Linked DNA regions of Gossypium arboreum: region 1 is linked to region 2. Evidence: chromatin contacts called from public Hi-C data. All regions are on one chromosome and are shown on one strand. Each heading gives the region's core, a stretch centred on a gene start, on an enhancer-like site or on the middle of the called end of the contact. The rest is flanking DNA. Distances are from core to core; before and after follow the strand shown. Region 1 holds the start of LOC108486543. Region 2 holds the start of LOC108484152 (probable plastid-lipid-associated protein 8, chloroplastic).

The links. A called contact is a pair of places that touch in the nucleus more often than the background predicts.
Region 1: a contact with region 2 is called in a Hi-C map of leaf, with 7 times the contacts expected there. The contact joins the promoter of LOC108486543 here to the promoter of LOC108484152 in region 2. A contact is called at or near these places in 4 of 5 Hi-C or Micro-C datasets (all in leaf).

Annotation. Positions count from the first base shown.
Region 1 is chr6:91,014,941-91,017,888 of ASM2569848v2, reverse strand. LOC108486543 reads right to left here and starts at 1,326. Exons shown (of 9, transcript XM_053029565.1): 1 at 1,228-1,326; 2 at 412-513. The coding sequence starts at 502.
Region 2 is chr6:90,875,161-90,878,461 of ASM2569848v2, reverse strand. It overlaps LOC108484152 (probable plastid-lipid-associated protein 8, chloroplastic), which reads left to right and starts at 1,744. Exons shown (of 4, transcript XM_017787839.2): 1 at 1,744-1,997; 2 at 2,079-2,202; 3 at 2,287-2,466; 4 at 2,709-3,106. The coding sequence starts at 1,803. The coding sequence ends at 2,917. It also overlaps the pseudogene LOC108484154.

The DNA.
Region 1 (2,948 bases), core at 77-2,576, 140 kb before region 2:
AGAATCACCAATAGGTTAAGGGCAATTATAACAAACCTGTTCTCTTCTTATCATAGATGGAGTTATTGAGTAAAGGACCATGAAGAACCCCACAAATATCACATGATGACATGGTTTCATCATTATCATATGTACAAATGGAGCAACGCCACACACTGTGTTTGATTGTTTCTTTTTGGGAAGGTGTTTCTGCTGTTTTATGAAATAGATAGCATTCAGTTGGTAAGCAGAAAGATACATGCATAAGAGCTGTCAACCAGTTTGCTCCCTATCAAATTGAGCTAATCATCTTTCAGAGCCTTTAGTGAAATGTAGAGCAAACCAACAAGAAAAAACAAGATGACCTGATTGGCATCTGATCACAAAGTTAAGATACGGCAAGAAAAAAAGGAAAAAAAAAAATCCACTCACCATTTTCATCTACTTCATATCTGTAATATTCGTCGTAGTTATCATCATAATCATCATCATAATCAAGTCCATAGTTAACTTTTCGAGGCATAGTTCTAGCACCTAAAAAACAATCAGATGTTTAAATCAAAGATGGAACAAGTTGAGAAACAGAAGTTTAAGCCAAGAAAAGAGTCACGTATGCTTTAATAATTGCAGGAATTCACGAGGAACTCAAATCAAACTTTAATTGATAATAAGGTTAAAGACTTACAAGCCCAGGTAGTGACCTTAACCTAAAAATGAAAACGTCGATAACTGCAAATAGCCATACTAGAAAGAGCTTGATTCCGATACGAAGTTTAGTTTCTCTCCCACATCAATGAAACAGCAACCCAAAAACCCTTCAGTTAAAAAAGCATATAAACTCTTGCACTTACGTTTTGCCCCAACTACTTCAGATTTGAAAAGCTTCCTTCAATTAGAAGTAAAATAAAAATTTTAAAAAAAGAAAAGAACACTACAGATTCAAACTATCTGACATAGGTGAGGAGTGAGGTTAACATTTTTAAAGTTAAACTTAAATAAATAAATAACTAAACAGGTTTTTTTTTTAGTGTAGGTTTTCTGAGCAATCAAACAAGGTTGAGAATGAGTTATGAAAAATCAATCTGCAAGCATTAATGATGTTTTTGGAAGAATCGCAATCGATTACAATTTACTTGGAATTTAACTCCAATATTGTAATAGTCTGGTACTATTGTTTTCATTTAACTTAGCTTAACTCTTTTGTAGGAAAAGAAAAATAGAAGAAGAAAAAAGAAGCAAAGAAAGTACCTGAGTGAGGCCGAGGGTGAGGATGATGAAGATGGAGAATGCCTCTTTTTGTTCCTTTCTCTTCTCATTTTTATTCTTACTTGTTGGGCTAAATCATTTTTCCAGCCCAAAACGTTTCTTTGCCAAGTATAAAGGAAGAGCCTACTCCAAAATGGGCCAGGCCGGCAACATGTCTCTCTCTTTTATAGTAATCTTTTGTGTTAATATATATAAATTTTTTGAACTTCACCACTTGTTTGTAATTTGTACATAACTTTTTTTACTATTTAAATTTTAATTTTGTCAAACATTTTGATAGTATTTGAAAAATCATCTAGAATTTGAGTATGATTATTTATAATTACACTGATGATATGTTTGGGTAATTGGTGAGTCTCACTAAATTGGGTGCTATTGAAGTATCTTAATTACACTTTTCAATTTTTAAAGGAAGAGTGAGAATTTGAGTAATTACACAGATAATTACACCCAAACTCAATTACTCTATGACTTTCCAAACATTGATACATGATTTAGCTTTAAAAATATTTTTATACAAGTTTAAATTATGAAAATTATATTATAAGAATAAACATGTATGAACATTTGGAATGATTACGTCCAAAATTTTCTAAATTTATATTATAAATCTTAAAATGCCATATTATAAAAATTAATCATGCATTTTATAAATTTATAAAAAATTTATATTAATCAAATTCTATAAAAATGATGAAGTTATGGTAAAAGGTATACTATTAAAAACATGTATTATAAATGTGTTATAATATAATTTTTATAAAAGTTACAGGAAAAAAGTATAGAGTTACATTTTCATGCTATATATTATAAAAAGTAATATATTTATTTATAAAAGATATTATAATTTTTGCAATAACTTATTTATAAAAATAACGTTATAAAGTTACAGTAAAAGTTATATTGTTTATAAGCTATTAGACACTTTACAATTTTTTTTTAAATGTTATATATCATAAATTTTATATTATTTTAAACCTATTTTATTATAAAAAGTTATAGCCTAGCATAAATTTTTCTCTAAAAATTTACTTGAGTATTTATAATCAAAGCTATAACTTGTTTATACTATAAATCTAAATATTATGCGGTATATGATAATTGTTCAAATACAAAAAGTTTTCTTGCACCATATCATGAGGTACAGTTCCATTTGAGAAAATGAAGTTGGAGGCAAGTACTAGACGTCTCACAAACTCTTTAATTTTAGATATTCAAAGCTTTGAAATGTGGTTGAAATAATAATTTTTGTTCTAAAAAAATATTTTCCATATTAACATCACCTTATTATAGCATAAAAAATAACGTCATATCGTACTAGCATGTTGCAAACTTCATAACTTTATTCGTAGACAAAGTTGGGATAATCCATACTTTGAAGAGTACATGGAAGAAGGAGATATTGATAATATTAATGATACATATTCAGATTCAGATAATGAAGAACTCGATCAAGAACCAACATATGATGACAAGGACTATATGTTAAATGTTAAAGAGGGAATAACCCAACAAATATGAAATGCTAAAGCAATTACATAAATTGCATATGATATTTATTTTTCTTATTATTTTTATTAGTAATCGTATTATTGACTTCTTTATTGGACTAATATATTGCATATAATGATTTGGTTTTAATTTTGTTACACATTTTGGTTTTTTTATCATACTAATATTTTTATGGTAATTAGCATTTTCTA
Region 2 (3,301 bases), core at 495-2,994:
AGAAAAGCAAGTAAATTGTATCTAAGTTAGAAAGGGTACATTGAGAAAGTTCTTTGCAAGTTCAATATGTAGAGTGCTAAGCCTATTAATACTCCTTTAGCGGCCCATTTCAAACTTTCATTAGCTTTGTCTCCACAACTAGATGATGAGATTGACTACATGTCAAATGTTCTATATTCTAGTGCAACGGGATCTCTTAGGTATGCTATGGTTTGTTCACGTCCAGATTTATCATATGCAGTCAGTGAAATTAGTAGATACATGGCGAATCCTGGTAAAGAACATTGGAAAATAGTTCAGTGGATTTTGAGATACTTGCAAGGCACTACTGGTGTTTGCTTACAGTTTGGAAGAAATAGAGATGGAGTCATTGGGTACTTGATGCTGATTGTACAATCAGTTGGAAAGCCACCTTGCAAACTACTGTCGCTTTGTCTACCGCTAAAGTTGAGTACATGGCGATTACGAGGCTTGTAAAGAAGCTATTTGGTTTAAGGGTTATTTAGTGAACTCAATGAAGACCTTCAAATCAGTACAGTATTTTGTGATAGCCAAAGTGCCATCTTCCTTACGAAAGATCAAATGTTTCATGAGAGAACAAAACACATTGATGTTAGGTATCATTTTGTTTGTATAGAAGTTTACTTCCTTTGTTTAATATTGATTTGAATACGGTGTTTCAACATTACTGCATTATTTTTATTAGATGTTGATTAGAATAATGTTTTCTAAACCTATTAATAGACACAACCTATACTCCTTGTAATCATTCGAATTTGACATAGTAAATTTTCTTCTCCTCTGCAGGTGGTTTTTTTCTCGAAAGGATTTTTACGTAAAATTTGTATGTTCTATTTTTGTATCTTTTCTTGCCATTATCAACATTCTATTTTTTATAGATATGGAGAAAATTTTAAAAGTTTATATAACTATAGCATTACAAGAAATTAAAAATTCCCAAATAATTTATGGTTATGAGCACTTCAAGTAGGTCCAACTATTACCAATTCAAATTAGTTTAATGGTAATGAAAGAAAAAAAATTGTTTTCTTTTTTCTTTCTTTGTGGCTTGGACTTGGGATGTATTTTTTTTTTTAAGAAAGGTGGAGGAGGTAAAAGTGAGGGCAACAATGGTAGTGACGATGGGCAAAGTGGAAGAACGTAATTTTTAAAATTAAATTAAGATAATTTGTAAATTTTAAAGGTTATTTTTAAAAGAATTATGACTACATCGATATGATATATAAAATTTGATGCTTTTATTAGAATGAAGAAATTAATTATTTATCATGTATGATGTTTTAAGTTTAAATTTGATTATGATCAAAATTTTATAGATTTATTATATAAAAATATAAAAATATTCTTATAAAAATATAATTTAATTTGTATATGAAAAGTTAAGTTAGTAATTTCATAATTAAATTTATACGTACCACCAAATCAATAAGATACTTATGGATACGTAACCTATTAAAAATGAGGTATGGCAATGTGCTACAATATATATATATGTATGTATAGACTAAGAGAATAGAAAGACCCATTGGGCTTATTCATCTTCAAAATAAAAATCTGTGCAGATCCATTGGGGCAGTGCTTAGACAGAAAGTAGTTTGTTTAAGGAAGGGATAATGATGGATAATGCCGAACTCAAATTTCTGCTTACGTGGCAGCATGTAATCCAGTTCTTAACCGGGGCAGTGGGTCCCATTTGGATTTCTCATTCTCCTTTCCCTCGATTATTGGTTTAAGCCAGCCACAGCTCTTCTGCTCAGAGTCATTTGGGATATCCGGCGGCCATGGCAGCTTGTTCCCTCACTCTATCGTCCTCCTTGCCTCAACCTAAACCCTCATTTTTTGGATCGAAACCCTCTCATCTATCCCTACACAGCACTTCGTTTGCGCTCAAATCCCAGTGTTTCAGGGTTTCCTCAAGTTCCGTTTCCATCTCCAGTCGCCCCGTCGATGATCTAGTTGCATCTCTTCTCTCCAAGGTCTTCTTTCTTTCACCTCCATTTAGTTCCATCAACTTGGTTTTTTTTTTTTAATGCAACTGAACACCAAGTGAGAATTAGGTGATACAAACGGATGGTGGAGTTTCACTCACCACAAAACAGCACCAAGAGGTAGCTCAAGTGGCTAATGAGTTGAACAAATATTGCGTTGATGAACCAGTCAAATGCCCTTTAATCTTCGGAGGTAATAAACAGACCAAACCCAAATTCAAACACAAATTACTGTCAAGTGAAAAGTGGTTCAATGTTGGTCTAGTGGTTTTTCCAGATTGGGATGTGGTTTACTGCTCGAATCCCACGTCACCAGGAGGCGGCTACAGAAGTGCATTGGGGCGCCTTTTCTTCAAGACCAAGGACATGGTTCAGGCTGTTGAAGCTCCTGACTCCGTACGAAACAAAGTCTCCTTCTCTGTTTTTGGGTTTCTTAATGGAGAGGTCTCCTTGAAAGGTAAGGCCACTCCCACCCTATGTTAACCTCACTAGTCATCACTTGATTTAATGTCGGCGTGTTTATCTTTAACTGGCATTACCATGTTGCCACATTGTAATTTTATGACTAATAACCAAAATTGACTTATGGGTTGGTTCATGCATAAGCACCTAGAATCCCATTTATTCATCTTTTCCGTGAAACTCAATTAATTGTGGATGTCATCTCCACTGATACGTGTTCCTTCACGCATTGTGCAGGAAAGCTGAAGGTCTTGGATCATCAATGGATTCAAGTCATTTTTGAGCCACCTGAACTGAGGGTAGGAGCAATGGACTTCCGGTATGGTGGCGAGAGTGAGGTCAAGCTACAGATCACGTATATTGACGAGAAGATCAGATTAGGAAAGGGCTCTAGAGGTTCTTTATTTGTATTTCAAAGGCGGCACGGAGGCTCAACCAACGTTTGAGACCCCCTATCCTATGCCAATAATTGGCAATGTTATGAAACTGAGGTGAAACGTTAATTAAATGGAGAGAACCATGCAATCTGAGTTGTTGAGTCAAATGCAGAATTTGTATGTATGGACATGCTTTGGGTATGTAAGAACATAGATGTGATGGATCAAATATACAACTGTCATTACTCCATATGAAAACACCCTAAATAGGGATGAAACCATAAAAATTTTCTATGGTGCTAAGAGAGCATCATTACTCCATATGAAAACACCCTAAATAGGGATGAAACCACGAAATTTTTTTATGGTGCTGAGAGAGCTCGTCACAAACACAGCAAAGGTTCATTGAAACTGGAAAAGTTTTAAAATACTAAGTTTCAGACAATTGATTGC